Regions from separate parts of the Mus musculus genome. Here regions 1, 2 and 3 are each linked to region 4. Evidence: chromatin contacts called from public Hi-C, HiChIP or PLAC-seq and promoter capture Hi-C data. All regions are on one chromosome and are shown on one strand. Each heading gives the region's core, a stretch centred on a gene start, on an enhancer-like site or on the middle of the called end of the contact. The rest is flanking DNA. Distances are from core to core; before and after follow the strand shown. Region 1 overlaps Gipc2 (GIPC PDZ domain containing family, member 2). Region 2 holds the start of Dnajb4 (DnaJ heat shock protein family (Hsp40) member B4). Region 3 overlaps Fubp1 (far upstream element (FUSE) binding protein 1). Region 4 holds the start of Ptgfr (prostaglandin F receptor).

Region 1 (3,211 bases), core at 334-2,833, 280 kb before region 4:
ACAAACCAATAACCAAAAAGTTGTCAACTAGTTAAAAAAAGAAAAAGCTACAAGCACCGTATGTGCATAACACTCATGAATGCATCAGACATAATTGCTAACTCCCAGTTTAGAGCCTTGGCCCAAGGGAACGCCCTTCATGCCCAGCCCTTTGATCTGCTGCCAAGTATCCTGAGCAGCTCAGGGCTCACAGCAGTCGGAGGGAAGTTTTAGATGAATCATCCCAGGCAGGCCAGAGAGAGAAAGCGCAGAGTCACCCGGCTGGGCGGGACTGTGCAACTGCCCTCTCCTTGCTTCTGAAGTCTTTGACTTTGCAGAACTCATGGGCTGGACCGGTTTCTCCTCTGCTCTGTTCAGTCCTCTCTGCCGTTGGCTGTGGTCATCTCGCGTCTTTACCCCTGGTGGCTGGGTGTCTGCTCAGACACCACTTTTAAAGGAAGATTCTGACCCCCCCCTTCTCTCTCTCTCTCTCTCTCTCTCTCTCTCTCTCACACACACACACACACACACACACACATACTCAATGCACGTTTGTGTATGTGCATAATTAAAAATAATCGCAAGATTGTAGAGTTAACACAGCAGTTCTATAAAATGACACCCGTTGGTTTCAATGCTGTGTAAAACCACTCTCTTCCTGTGGGATAAACCGGTGGTAGGGTCTGCTCCTAGTGAACCTGGCTTGTATTTGTCAGTCCCTGAGATCTGTCTGTTCTGGGAACCCAGGGACGGCAAGCATCCCTGGATTTGCAGCTTGGAGTCTGTTGCAACGTTCTGCCAAGCTCTGTCGTCCCACTCAAGATGGAGGCAGGTTAGGGGAGGGCTGTGTTTCCCTTTCTGGGATGGAGGGGGCAGAGGCCAGAGTTCTGGGATTACATCCATCACCCTGGCTCTCCACAGCACTGTTCTTCCCCTGCAAGGCCTCCTGCTAATGGGACAGCCTCTAGAGGATCTCCTGTGTGGAGCATCTGTGAAGGCTTTGCTGCATCTCTCTGTTTTGGGGACTCTGAGTGGAACCCTATTAGGCTTATCTACTGCTACTCCCAATTGAAGGGAGCCATTATATGGCTTTATTTGAGAGGGGTGAAAATATATGCGAATGAAGACAAAGAGACAGAGACAGAGGGAGAGAGGCCTGTGCTTCTGATGTTTGGAGTGAACTTTTTGAACTTATGAAGAAGGACCTTCGCATGTTTCCCATTTTCAGAAAGAGTGTGAATGGCTTTGTTCTGGAGGGAGTGAAGAGCCTCCCTCCCCCCCTCCCCACCTCCTTCCCTCCCTCCATTTCTGCCTCCCTCCCTCCTTCCCACTCCCAGTCACCCTTCACCCTCTCTCAACCATTGGGCAGCCACAGCAGTCTGCTAGTAGGTGTAGGCTGCCCGGCCCAGAGTCCTCCATGCATTCGCTCTGTGGGAGCCTGCTCAGCCCTGTAGACAACATTCTGCTTACAGATAAGGATTTTACTCCTCAAGCTGTAGCTGCAAGCTCCGAGGATGCTGGCTTAGTTGAGAGTCTACAGTCCATGCTTTTAATCACTGCCTGTGGGCCATGGTGCACATTGACCAAAGGGCGATTGCTGTACAGGGTAAACCATTAGCCACGGCCATTAGAACATGACTGTAAGCTATGACGTTGTGTGAAAACCAAGTGTACCATGGGGGCCGTCAGATCTCAGTGGAAAGTCCCCATAGATGTCCCAAAAGGTCAGGGCAGTTGGGCTTGGTGGCTCATGTCTGTAATCACAGTACTCAAGAGGCCAAGGCAGGAAGATCATTGGAGTTTGAAGCAGGCCTGTGCTATATAATGAATTCCAGCAGCTCACCCTGAGCTGGTAAGTAAGAAGAAAAGAGAAAGAAAAGGAAAAAGAAAAAAATATGGTTAAAGGGCCAGATCATATTTTTGAGGAGTTAGAAAAAATGAAATGAGCCCATACATTCAGCTGAAATTTAATGAGAAACATATTTTAAAAATTACATCAGTTTTGAACCGTAAGAGATTAATTTCTTTTTTTCTATGTTACTAAAATACTGATTTTTTTTTCTCTTTCACTTTCTTTATAAATGGCTTCCAGCCATCTAGGATGTAACCCTTCTCTATGGTCTCTTGTGTGCTCGTAAGATTTTGTTTTGCCTTTCCTCCTGACTTCTGAAACTTAAACAGAAGTTCTAGGTGGATCCCAGGGTCTCAGGTGTGCCAGGCACAGGCTCTGAGCTATGCCTCACTCCCTGGACTCTCTTGACCGCTCAGGTAGCGTTCAGTCCCTTTGTGCCTACTGTTTGCTGAGATCCTGTTCTTTGCCCCTGCCCTCAAGTGTGGCATCATACTCCAGGCTAAGTCCTTCGTGGCATGAAGAACCGGGAGAGTGCCACTTCCTCTTGCTACTGAGGAGCCAAGCCACGTTGCTAATGCTTGTCCTGAGACACAACAGGCTTTCGAATCAGTTTTGTCTACACTGATTTCCCTGGGATTCACATCCTGGCTTTGGAGTGGGACTGGAGACGAACGCTTTTCTTCCTACCAGACAGCTAAGATTGAGTTTGTAGGCTTGCTAAAAATGCCAGCTGATCGTCACTAAAGCAATTCACGTCTGTATGAATGCTGCACTTTAATTTGAGACATAAAAATGTACATTATAGCTGGGCGTGGTGGCGCACGCCTTTAATCCCAGCACTTAGGAGGCAGAGGCAGGCGGATTTCTGAGTTCGAGGCCAGCCTGGTCTACAAAGTGAGTTCCAGGACAGCCAGGGCTATACAGAGAAACCCTGTCTTGAAAAACCAAAAATAAATAAATAAATAAATAAATAAATAAATAAAGTACATTATTTTACAATTCTCGACCTAAAAGGGCTTTTATTCATCATCAGTATCATCATTATTTGTTTTCACTCATCATTAGTCATTATTAGTGTGTATGTTGTATGCAAGGCACATTTATGGAGGGCAGAGGATGTGTTTATTTTGATCCTGTGGATGGGACTCAGGTTACTAGGCTCATGTGGCAAGCATCTTTGTCCTTTAGCTCCTAAAAGGCCTTTTCTTTTCTTTTCACACAAACCAGAATGTGTGAAATCTTCCCTCCCCAGCTTGCTTCATTCCTTCCTTCAGGTCTCATGTAGCCAGGGTTGGCCTTGAACTCAGATCTTCCTGCCTCTGGCTCCTGAGTGTAACTGCCACCACACCTAACTGGACTTCTTTCTTATATAATCACAAC
Region 2 (3,346 bases), core at 33-2,532, 360 kb before region 4:
AATTGTAGTTTCTCTTCTCTTCATAGTCTCTCTCAAGTCTACCCCCTACACCTGTATTAGCAGGTAGATATTTATAGGTGAGTGTGATGGCATATGCACTTTCAGAGTCGCACTCTCATGATGACTGCTGATGTTAACTTCCCCATGGTCTTTGGGACATGGAATGTGAAAAAGAAATGTTTGATCCTGATCCTTTCTCTGTGATAACTCCAGCTTGTGTCAAGTTGACACACAAAGCCAGCTGGTACAGATTGAAAACCCACAAAAGAGATAAAAGATGAGTTATTTACATTCAAAATATTTCTCATCTATTCAAGATACATTTTTAAAGAAGGAAAGCATCAGATAACATATAAATGTAAAATGATTAAAACTGTTGATTTAAAAAATTACAACAAATCGCAACAAATGTTTTTTAAAGGTATGAAATATACTAATATTACAAGGGAATACTAAAAAGATAGGGAGAAAACCCCCCCCCACTTGTTTCAAAAAAATCTTTGTCAACAAGTAAATACTTAAAATTAGGGGAAATGTGTTTTGAAGGAACTTGTTACCTAACTGCCTCTCCTAACTAATCCATCCAGGCCGTAAACTGGTCCCGGGTGACAGTTACACTGACCTGAGCGTGCTGGAATCTGATCCTCTCTCCCCTACATTCCCTGCAGTATAAAGACCCCCTCAGAATGGGCTTTTCCGTTTCATTGTGATAAGGAATGGTTTATTAAGTATTATCCCCCCTCCAAAAAAAAGAACCCCTAGTTAAAACCATTCTTAAGTCACCTATTTATGTTAAAATACTGCTTTTCAATGTTATAACAGTCCTTTTACCATGTGACATTTTATATAGTGGCTCCCTCACTTTTCAGATCGATAGACCCCAGAAATTTTGAAAATGACCCAAATTATTTGAAGATTTTAAATGTAAACACCTCATATTTTAGTTCTGCACATTTTATAGCTAGGTAACTTGAAATTGAAGTTAGAATACCTACTGTAAGTTGAGGGCTTTTCTGACTGTATAATCAGTTTAACATGGGATGCCTAATGGCTATAATTATTTCTGTTGCCTTTTTACCTCTAATGGAGTAAATGTATATGTAGTTGCGGCATTCTGTGCTGGTTTGCTAAATCCACAGGAAATAAAAGGGTACAGCTAGGACGAAGGAAAGGGAATAGTTAATCGTGGAGGAGGAGAGGCACAGCTCAGTACTTTGCCTAGAGGCCGCTGGGAAAGTGACGTCCTGTAGCGTTCGTTCGTTCGCTGTTCTAGAAAGTACAGAGACACGTAGTTGAAGTGGGAGGGTCTAGCTGAGGCCGTCTCCGTGCGGTGTCTATTTATCTGTAAGTGAGCTGCCGGGGAGGAATTAAATAGAGACGCTGCCTGCTGCCTCTGGACAGCTGAGCCGAGTTGCTGATTTGCTTTAACTTGTAAGATACCCAGCTTGCTTTATTTTCTCAGGATCATTGTGTTGCTAAGCCTGGGGACGCTGTTTTCTTTTACAAAGGGAAATCTAAGTTCATTTCAAGGCATTCGAAATGGGGAAAGACTATTATCACATTTTGGGAATTGACAAAGGAGCTACAGATGAAGATGTTAAAAAGGCTTACCGAAAGCAAGCCCTCAAATTTCACCCGGACAAGAACAAATCTCCTCAAGCAGAGGAAAAATTTAAAGAGGTCGCAGAAGCGTATGAAGTACTGAGTGATCCTAAAAAGAGAGAAATATATGATCAGTTTGGCGAAGAAGGTAAGCTGCATATTTCTGTACCTTTGGCAGTGTCTGAATCGTAGCTTTTTTTTTTCTCTCTCTCTCAGCCTTCTGGTTATCGTTACATGAGAACATCAGACATACTAAAATAAAAAGAAAAATAACAGGTTAAAACTAAGGTTTAATCCTTGATTATTTGAATGAGCTATGAATGAAATGTCATGTTTGTCTTTGTGGGTTTTTTTCTTAGAATATTGTATTATTCATATTCTCCTGTTAGACTTATTGTTTTAGCATTTTATATTTTAAAAGAAACCTTAAATTCTCATGCCTGTGAATGAATTGTTTAAAAGTCTTATGCAACCTGTTTTGTTTTTAATGATTTTATTGCCAGAATTAATAGAATCTTCAGTCACTTAAAATTTTAAGATCGGCAATTCAAATTCTGGGCCATTTATGTTTTATTTAGAAAAACAAGAAGTTTTTTGTCCTTTTAGAGCGACGCTAGTTGAAACTGAACAAGACGGAGTGGTGTGTCGTAGAAGCAGAAGGCACAGGCATTTAGCTTCTAGTTGTTTTTGGCAATCTGCCTAGAGAGGAAAGAATTTCCCTGATGTCATAAAATACCAGAACAAGTTTTTAGCTTAATTATAAACAGTTAATATTGTGCCAGGAGAACAAGATCTCTCTCTCTCTCTCTCTCTCTTTCTCCCTCCCTCTCTTCCTCCCCCCCCCCCCCCGCCCTCCCGCCCTCCCTCTCCTTCTCTAACCCAAAATGGCCACCTAGTTGGAACAATGACTGAGTTTGTTTTAGTTAACTATTTCTTTTGGAAATTTTACTATGTGGCTGAAGAGGAAGCATGACAGCTGCCCTTTCCCTCAGCCATACTTTTTTTCTTGCCTTCTGAGATCAGGACTCAGTGAGCTCAGTAGCCTTTGAGAATCTCCTTTTACCATTCCGAATTTTGTCCAGCATCTCCATAAATGTCCATAAATGTCGTAAATGTGGCCATAAAGTAGGAGTTTGAAATTGTCAGTCAGCAGCAGCGGCAACCATGCATTAGTTCACGTGAGTTCTGGGGTTTTCAAGTGTTAAAACAGACTAAAGTTCTTTTGCATTATTCTTCCCCTAATGTCTTTTAAGTCACGGTGGCTATGGAAACATACTGTTTTCCCCTTGTTTATAGCATTTAAACACCAGATTTCCCTAATTAGAAGTCCTTCAAACAGGGCCATGCATTAAGCAAACTAAACCGACAACTCAGAGCAGTGGTGGGCCCTTTTCCTCCTGCTTTAATTTTGGGTCAGTCCCAAGCATGCTGCTGCCTGTGGTTGTAATTCGTGCAAATCCACAGTGTCAAGTTCTTACAAAGTGAGTGAGTAATTACAAGAAGCAAGATGTGGATAGTTGAGGCTGTCTGTTCCCCATGGTCACACAGTTGAGAATGCCGTGGTGTGACCTCTCAGGAGCGAGCAGGCTCTTGAGACAGTGCCAGTACTCTGGCCACTCTTGAGTAGGTGGAGTGGTGTGTGAGTTCCCACAAAGCCACTTGTGTAAACGCAGGTTATTTGGCTCCATCTTATGGAGTGCTCAAGTGCACCTCTGTGTTAAGCCGTAGGATTCAGGCTCATTAA
Region 3 (3,369 bases), core at 605-3,104, 390 kb before region 4:
AAGGGTCTCACTATCCAGGGCTGACCTCATCCTTGGAGATCTACCTGCTTCTGCCTCCTGAGCACTAGGACTAAATGCGTATATGTGCCACCATACCTAGCTCACCACTCTTCTATCCATTTGGGTCACTATATTACTAGTCTTAAACTACAGAGAAGTACTGAAAGATATTTATGACACACACAATGAAGCAAAAGACATACTGAGTTTATATCACAGCTTTACTAAAAATAACCTGGCAGCTGAAATAAAGTTCAATGAAAGATGTAAAACTCAGCTTTTTTTTTTTAAAGATTTATTTATTTATTATATGTAAGTACACTGTAGCTGTCTTCAGACACTCCAGAAGAGGGTGTCAGATCTTGTTACAGATGGTTGTTGTGAGCCACCATGTGGTTGCTGGGATTTGAACTCCGGACCTTCGGACGAGCAGTAGGGTGCTCTTACCCACTGAGCGATCTCACCAGCCCAAAACTCAGCGTTTATTAGTAATTTTGTTTTAAGTGACCATTCTGAGTTATCAAATGATAAAAATCGAATTCTAGAAATACTTAATGAATTTTGTAAACAAGCAAGTTAACTGCAAATGAGTTTCTTTTTCTTTTTTTTCGAGACAGGGTTTCTCTGTATAGCCCTGGCTGTCCTGGAACTCACTTTGCAGACCAGGCTGGCCTCGAACTCAGAAATCTGCCTGCCTTTGCCTTCTTCTATCCCTCTGTACCTTATTCCCCTGCTCCTTTTACTGAATCCACAGTTGGCTAGCAAGCTCCTGCAACTGCTTCCCAACATGCAACAGTCATGATTGGCTTTTAAGATAGGTAGTGGGATTTGAACCCAGGTCATTAAGCACTCTTACCCATCTATCTCCTGAGCTTCTATTCTGAACCTTTTGCTTTAAGGTCTCTTAATTCATGATTATACTAAAAAATATATCAAGGACCATACTTTCAGAAAAAAATTGTAGTTAAATGTTTTACAGGGAAAAATGATTTTTATAACTATCATATAATTAAAAATACTAATTCAATGATTAATTAAATTACCTAAAACAGTATCTTTCAAGATCTATATGACAGGGAATTGTTCAGTTAGTCTTTTTTTGCTCACAGGATTAAGATCTTCAACATAATTACAAAAAAGCACAAATGAAGAAAATGAGTCTCCAAATAGTTATCCTGCACGATGCTGCTGTCTGTGTGTGTCTGTCTCTATGTATGCCAACTGATTGATCGGTAGACATAACAACCAAGAACAGGAATTCGGGCTGGGAGACGGCTCAGCGAGTAAGAGTACTACTCTTCTCAAGGTCCTGAGTTCAAATCCTAGCAACCACATGGTAGCTCACAACCACCCATAGTGAGATATGATGCCCTCTTCTGGTATGTCTGAAGTCAGCAACGGTGTACTTATTTATGACAGTAAATAAATCTTTGGGTCGGATTGAGCAGAGTTCTTAAAATTCAATTTCCAACAACCATATGAAGGCTCACAACCATCTGTACAGCTACAGTGCATTCATATACATAAAATAAATAAATCTCTAATAATAATAATAATAATTAGAAGAAGAGGAATTCACAGAACTGTGTGCTGGAAAGTGCTAGAATATTAAAAACTAAAACCTAATTGAGTTAAAATACCTACTCTCAAAAGTCCTAGTCAATATACTTTTTAAGAATACAGAATGCAAAATATCTATAAAACTTATTTGAAGTCATGTAAACAAATAACATGACATAATCGAGCACAGACAAATACCTTACTCTGTCTTAATTACGTAGTCCAGTTACCAGGTTTCTACCCAATCAACACTCACACAGTAAAAACAAACAATGGAGTTAGCGCACTTTCACCTTGGCATGCTCAGCTTCTTATAAACAAGTAGCACTATTTCAGCACGGCTACCACGGAATGATTAATACATTTCCATCTACTCTCAAAAATATCACAGTTCAGAGAAGAAATTATGTAAGCATTCTAATTACACACAATATTGTTTTAAGGTTTCAAGTTTCTTCCCCCCAGGCCCCAAACAGGGTTTCTCTGTGTAGCCCTGGCTGTCCTGGATGGAACTCACTCTGTAGACCAGGCTGTCCTCGAACTCAGAAATCTGCCTGCCTCTGCCCACCAAGTGCTGGGATTAAAGGTGTGTGCCACCACGCCCGGCAGGTTTCAAGTTTCTAGTGCTAAGGTCCATCTGTTAGAACCTGCCTGCGATCAGTGAGGTTAAGAAAAGTTATCAGCCCATCTGTTCACTGCAGAAGTTTGTTATCACATTTCCCCAAACAGTTGTTCTGAAAGGAACTTTGTCGAAAGCTGTATCACCGACAAGAAATACATTAACACAATCACTATGGTTATGTTAAGAATTACGTTCAATAGTTGTCAAAATCTTTTTAAAAGGTCACCCTTTTTTCCTTTTCAATGCATGCAAATGTTTAGAAATGTAAAGCAATGTCACTGTGGGCTAATTTTATGCTTATTTTGCAGTAAAGCCAGTGATACAACTACTTTGCTGGCCTAAAATTTAATCTCATTCCATTTAGACCACTACACAAAAGTACAGTAATAAAGCCATATATTATTACCTAGTAAGGAAATGCCAGGTTTTAATTATTAACTTGCTGACAATTGTATTTCTCTGCCATAAGCACAATTATAAGAATTTCTTGAATTGCTCTTAATATGTCTTAACTTCCAGTCAATTTCAGGATGTCACCTTTCCTGTTTATTATTATTTTTGTTTTTCAAGATGGGGTTTCTCTGTCTAAGAGTCCCAAGTGTCCTGGAACTTGCTTTGTAGACAAGGCTGGCCTCAAACTCGGAGATCTACCTTCCTCTACCTTCCAAGTACTGGGATTAAAGGCAGGTATCACCACTGCCTAGCTTGTTTAATATAAACTTTAACATTATAAAAACATACGGATGAGTTACCTCAAGTATTCTTTTTTAAAAACAAGCAAATGTTTTGTTACTCATCTCTAGCTTTGTAATGTGTATTTACTTCCGTTTAGTTACTAAGATAAAGGATAAGACGTAAACTGTAGAGCATACCCATTTTCTTGTAGTATTCTTCCCAAGCCTTTGTATAATCAACCTGTCCAGCTGGAGCTGGAGCCTGCTGATCTCCTTTTTAAAAAACAAACAAACAAAACAAGATTTAAGTTTCTGAAGGTTGTTATGCACTTTTGCTTCTACACCATCAGTACTGTAATTAGCACTGTCTACACCACGGAGTTGTGCAAGTGTTTGTTGGGAATACATGACAAGTGGGTATAGAAGGGGTGGACACAGAAACTGGGAATAGTAAGTAAATGCACACAAAAGAAATATAGAACATGGTTTCTATCCATTTTTAAGGACAGTTCA
Region 4 (3,277 bases), core at 198-2,697:
AATTCCGGTAGTGCTTTGGAAAAGAAATCACAATTGCCTTGGTTTTATTGAGTGCTACAATTTGACATTGAATGAGCAGGCTGGTTCCTTCCCACCCAGTTCCACAGCACTGGTGTGAGATGCCCCTGTCTCCAAGCTGCAGAGATTCCCAAATCGAAATCTGGCTCTAGAATTCACTACTTCAAAGATTTGGTGAGAACAGGGGAATGACAGAGAAGACCCCCCCCCCCCCCATAGAGGGCCATTTCCACGAGAGAAACACAAGGAAAACCATCAACACACTGAGCTGCAACCAAGGACTGTTAATCATTAAAGGAAAGAGTGGCACTCCGTGTCACATTTTCAGTGTGGCTTGTGACAGGGTTGTTCTTTGGATACTGGCCATCCCGGGACACAGCATTTTCCAACTAATCAAAACATTGACCTCTCTGACCATACCCAAGTCACAGTTTAAACACGCTATGATAATATCAATTAAAACTGCTCTGTCTCCACCACAGGGGGAGAGTGTGCAGCCGGACTTTTCTACAGTTAATGGCTAATTTATTTTATCTTGCCTTTGCACTTTATGAGCCCTTTCGATCTTCAGGAATTTGGAAGCACCTTCTGGCTCTGGAATGGAGAAGCAGATTCCAGAACTCTTTACACAGCTAGTGACAACCTTTTGCTAGGGCCAGAAGGGAAATCGAGGTAATAGGGGCACACAAGTGCTGCGCTGGAAATGACATATTCAGAGGTGTGGATGTTATTAGCTAAAAAACAATCATAGTGAAAAGAACTCACATTGTACAAGTTCACACAGCACTATACGTTTAACAAGCTCAAATAACAGTTCTTAATGAAAAATGAGCGCGCCTTTACTTGAACACAAAGTACATTTTACAAAATCTATAAGGTGTATATCCTTTGTTGTGGATGTCACTAGAAATTCTCTCAAGGACTTCGAAGCTCCCAAAAGGTCTCGAATCCCAGGCCAGCAGGTGCTTAAGAACGCAGCTCTCACTTCCCTTTATACTCTTACCCGGCTTGCACTCCAGTGACAGTGGAGCCTAAGGCTGTTCCTCTTACAGCAGTTGCCCAGAACTTCTAATTCACTCCCTGTGGATATCTGCTAGAAGTTCTCTTTCAAACTGGCAGACCTTTACCCAGATTTCCGCGTCCCTTTTTGGTTGGACCTGGAATTAATTCATTCCCCATAAGCTGTACCCGACAATCCCACACACCAGGCTCTAAACATGCCTTGGTTTTCCTTGTTTCTGTCTTGAAGCTTCGGAAATGACCTCTTTCATTTGGAAACGAGTTTAAAGCAAAACTTTCCGTAGTTGCCTGGTGGCTAAAAGCGTTGTCTTCTGCTGCTCGGTGGCCAAAGCATCAGAGGACCGTGCAGCAGCCTCACCCTGTGCGGGCAGAGAAAGTGGGCGGAGAGGAGAGAGACGAGGAAGGGGCGGAGGTCACCCAGCCCTCCACCCTGCAGAGGCTGGGAGCATCTCTAGGTGCTCTGGAGTTCAGGACACAATAGGTCCTGCGGGTGATCCAGTGCTCAGAAGTGTCCTAGGGAGGAAAGAGAGGTGGAACCCGAGGTTGCGGCTGCGCAGGGCTGGTTGCGCCATGGAACACCGGGCTCAGCGCTCTTCTGCTCCGGACACAACCACTCAGTGGCTCAGGATGCCGAGGTAAAAACCCCGTGGCTGCATTCCCACGGCCGGATTCCCACGGTCCCTGGATTCTCCAGCTGAACCCAGGGTTGATAAACTCCGGTGGCAACAGCTGCAGGGGTCCCGCTGGAGAGCACTATAGGCTGAGACTGGCAGGGATTTTGGACCCAATTCGTGGTGTGCTATGAGGAAAGAAGGGCTTGGGGGCTTCACTGTAAGGATGGGGCTCAGTAGCAAGGATTTCCACCACCCTCAGGAGAGAAGCACGCACACAGGGCTACCCCTTTCTTTCCCTGAGATTCCCTGCTGGCTGCACTACATGGTCCTTACCCCGGCTGCCGCAGACCTTTGGCGCCCCCCAGGGTGGGAGGGAAAAGAACTCTCCGGAGTTTGAGAAATTGCAAAAAGTTTCAGCAAGTTGGTTAGGTTTAGAGGCAATGTTGCAAGCTGAGGCCCCTTGGGGTGTGGGCTTTGCAACTGTCGAAAGTAGAAATGTGAGTAAGACACCGAGGGGGCAGCCAGCCTCTTTCCTTCAGGCACCTAAAGCCTCTGGGCTGTCAAATCCCCAGCCTCCGGGAAAGCTGCTCTGGGAAAACAATCTAATTATCCAGTGGTGTGGTCCTGAAGCTAGCACGGACTTAGGACTCAACACATTAGGGGCAAAAAACCCAAACAGCAAACAGTACAGCATTTCTCACTGGAGGCTACAGTAACCTGACAGCACCCTTCCTCATCTTGGTGCAGGGATTTCTGCCCCGTGAAAGAAGGCTAGATCAGAAATCACAGCCTCAACACTCTTCCATGAGTCAAAGTGTGACTGAGTGTGAGGTGTGTGTGTGTGTGTGTGTGTGTGTGTGTGTGAGAGAGAGAGAGAGAGAGAGAGAGAGAGAGAGAGAGAGAGAGATTGATTCTGTTTGTTGCCCTTTCATGACCTTGGCTTTATGACCAGCAGGTGGATCAAGTACTTGGGGAGGGGTCAATGTCCCACAGAGAAAAGAACAGGATTTTAAAGGATTAGTTATTTCAATAGATTGCTATGCGTTAAAAACTCCATTGGTTTGAAATCTAACCTTCTTAGTGCTTTAGTAAGACTTCAAATGATTCAAGATGTCAAGGATACATCAGGATGGCTTTTTTTTTTTTTAGATTTCTCTCTCTCTTTCTAGGGAAGTGAACTGATGGTGTCAGTTTGGGCGGTATCTTTATCTTGAAAGAGAGACAACCAGAACAGATGCATGCTGGCGGCAGGGTCCTGCAACCTGACTTATGATAGGCTGGGCAAATCCACCCCATCCCAGGGTGCTGAGGCACTTGGTTCTAAATGTCAGATGACTGACTGGTAATTAGGTCTTTATAATTCCTGTCCTGTATGCTACAGATGTCTGCACTCCGAGACTGCACAGTTGTGACAGAGAGATGACTTGAGGGGACAGCTTTTACCTCCACAACAATGTCTATGAACAGTTCCAAGCAGCCAGTGTCTCCTGCAGCTGGACTCATCGCAAACACAACCTGCCAGACGGAGAACCGGCTTTCAGTATTTTTTTCTATCATCTTCATGACAGTGGGGATCTTATCGAACAGCCTGGCCATCGCCATTCTCATGAAGGCCTACCAGAGAT

Evidence for each region. Promoter capture Hi-C pulls out the DNA fragments that hold promoters and counts their contacts. A called contact is a pair of places that touch in the nucleus more often than the background predicts. HiChIP or PLAC-seq counts read pairs in DNA pulled down with a chosen protein or histone mark.
Region 1: a contact with region 4 is called in a promoter capture Hi-C map of cranial neural crest. The contact joins the enhancer-like site here to the promoter of Ptgfr in region 4. A contact is called at or near these places in 5 of 39 promoter capture datasets (cranial neural crest, frontonasal cranial neural crest, liver and 2 more), 1 of 15 datasets of contacts at CTCF or cohesin (the NIH/3T3 cell line), 5 of 115 datasets of contacts at active chromatin or transcription factors (astrocytes, craniofacial prominence, embryonic hindbrain and 2 more) and 3 of 9 other capture datasets (adipose tissue, liver and pancreatic islet).
Region 2: an H3K27ac HiChIP or PLAC-seq map of the NIH/3T3 cell line shows a contact between it and region 4, with 2.3 times the contacts expected there. The contact joins the promoter of Dnajb4 here to the promoter of Ptgfr in region 4. A contact is called at or near these places in 2 of 39 promoter capture datasets (cranial neural crest and neural stem cells), 1 of 15 datasets of contacts at CTCF or cohesin (the NIH/3T3 cell line), 1 of 484 Hi-C or Micro-C datasets (muscle stem cells) and 2 of 115 datasets of contacts at active chromatin or transcription factors (the NIH/3T3 cell line and fibro-adipogenic progenitors).
Region 3: a contact with region 4 is called in a Hi-C map of liver, with 1.8 times the contacts expected there. The contact joins the enhancer-like site here to the promoter of Ptgfr in region 4. A contact is called at or near these places in 3 of 39 promoter capture datasets (the 3T3-L1 cell line and 3T3-L1-derived adipocytes) and 1 of 484 Hi-C or Micro-C datasets (liver).

What each region holds. Positions count from the first base shown.
Region 1 is chr3:152,112,018-152,115,228 of GRCm38.p6, reverse strand. All of the region lies in intron 3 of Gipc2 (GIPC PDZ domain containing family, member 2), which reads left to right. Among named protein-coding and RNA genes, the nearest start is that of Gm40179, 6.5 kb to the right of the region's middle. Within about 2 kb of position 1,583, at least 114 of the 459 cell types and tissues checked have an H3K27ac peak or open chromatin away from gene starts, as enhancers often do. A contact at or near this core is called in the NIH/3T3 cell line, adipose tissue and astrocytes, where this site is marked.
Region 2 is chr3:152,191,781-152,195,126 of GRCm38.p6, reverse strand. Dnajb4 (DnaJ heat shock protein family (Hsp40) member B4) reads left to right here and starts at 1,282. Exons shown (of 3, transcript NM_025926.5): 1 at 1,282-1,750. The coding sequence starts at 1,540.
Region 3 is chr3:152,227,931-152,231,299 of GRCm38.p6, reverse strand. Fubp1 (far upstream element (FUSE) binding protein 1) reads right to left here. Exons shown (of 20, transcript NM_057172.4): 18 at 3,055-3,129. Among named protein-coding and RNA genes, the nearest start is that of Fubp1, 19 kb to the right of the region's middle. Within about 2 kb of position 1,854, at least 3 of the 459 cell types and tissues checked have an H3K27ac peak or open chromatin away from gene starts, as enhancers often do. A contact at or near this core is called in liver, where this site is marked.
Region 4 is chr3:151,835,698-151,838,974 of GRCm38.p6, reverse strand. It overlaps Ptgfr (prostaglandin F receptor), which reads left to right and starts at 1,447. Exons shown (of 3, transcript NM_008966.3): 1 at 1,447-1,673; 2 at 3,034-3,277. The coding sequence starts at 3,106.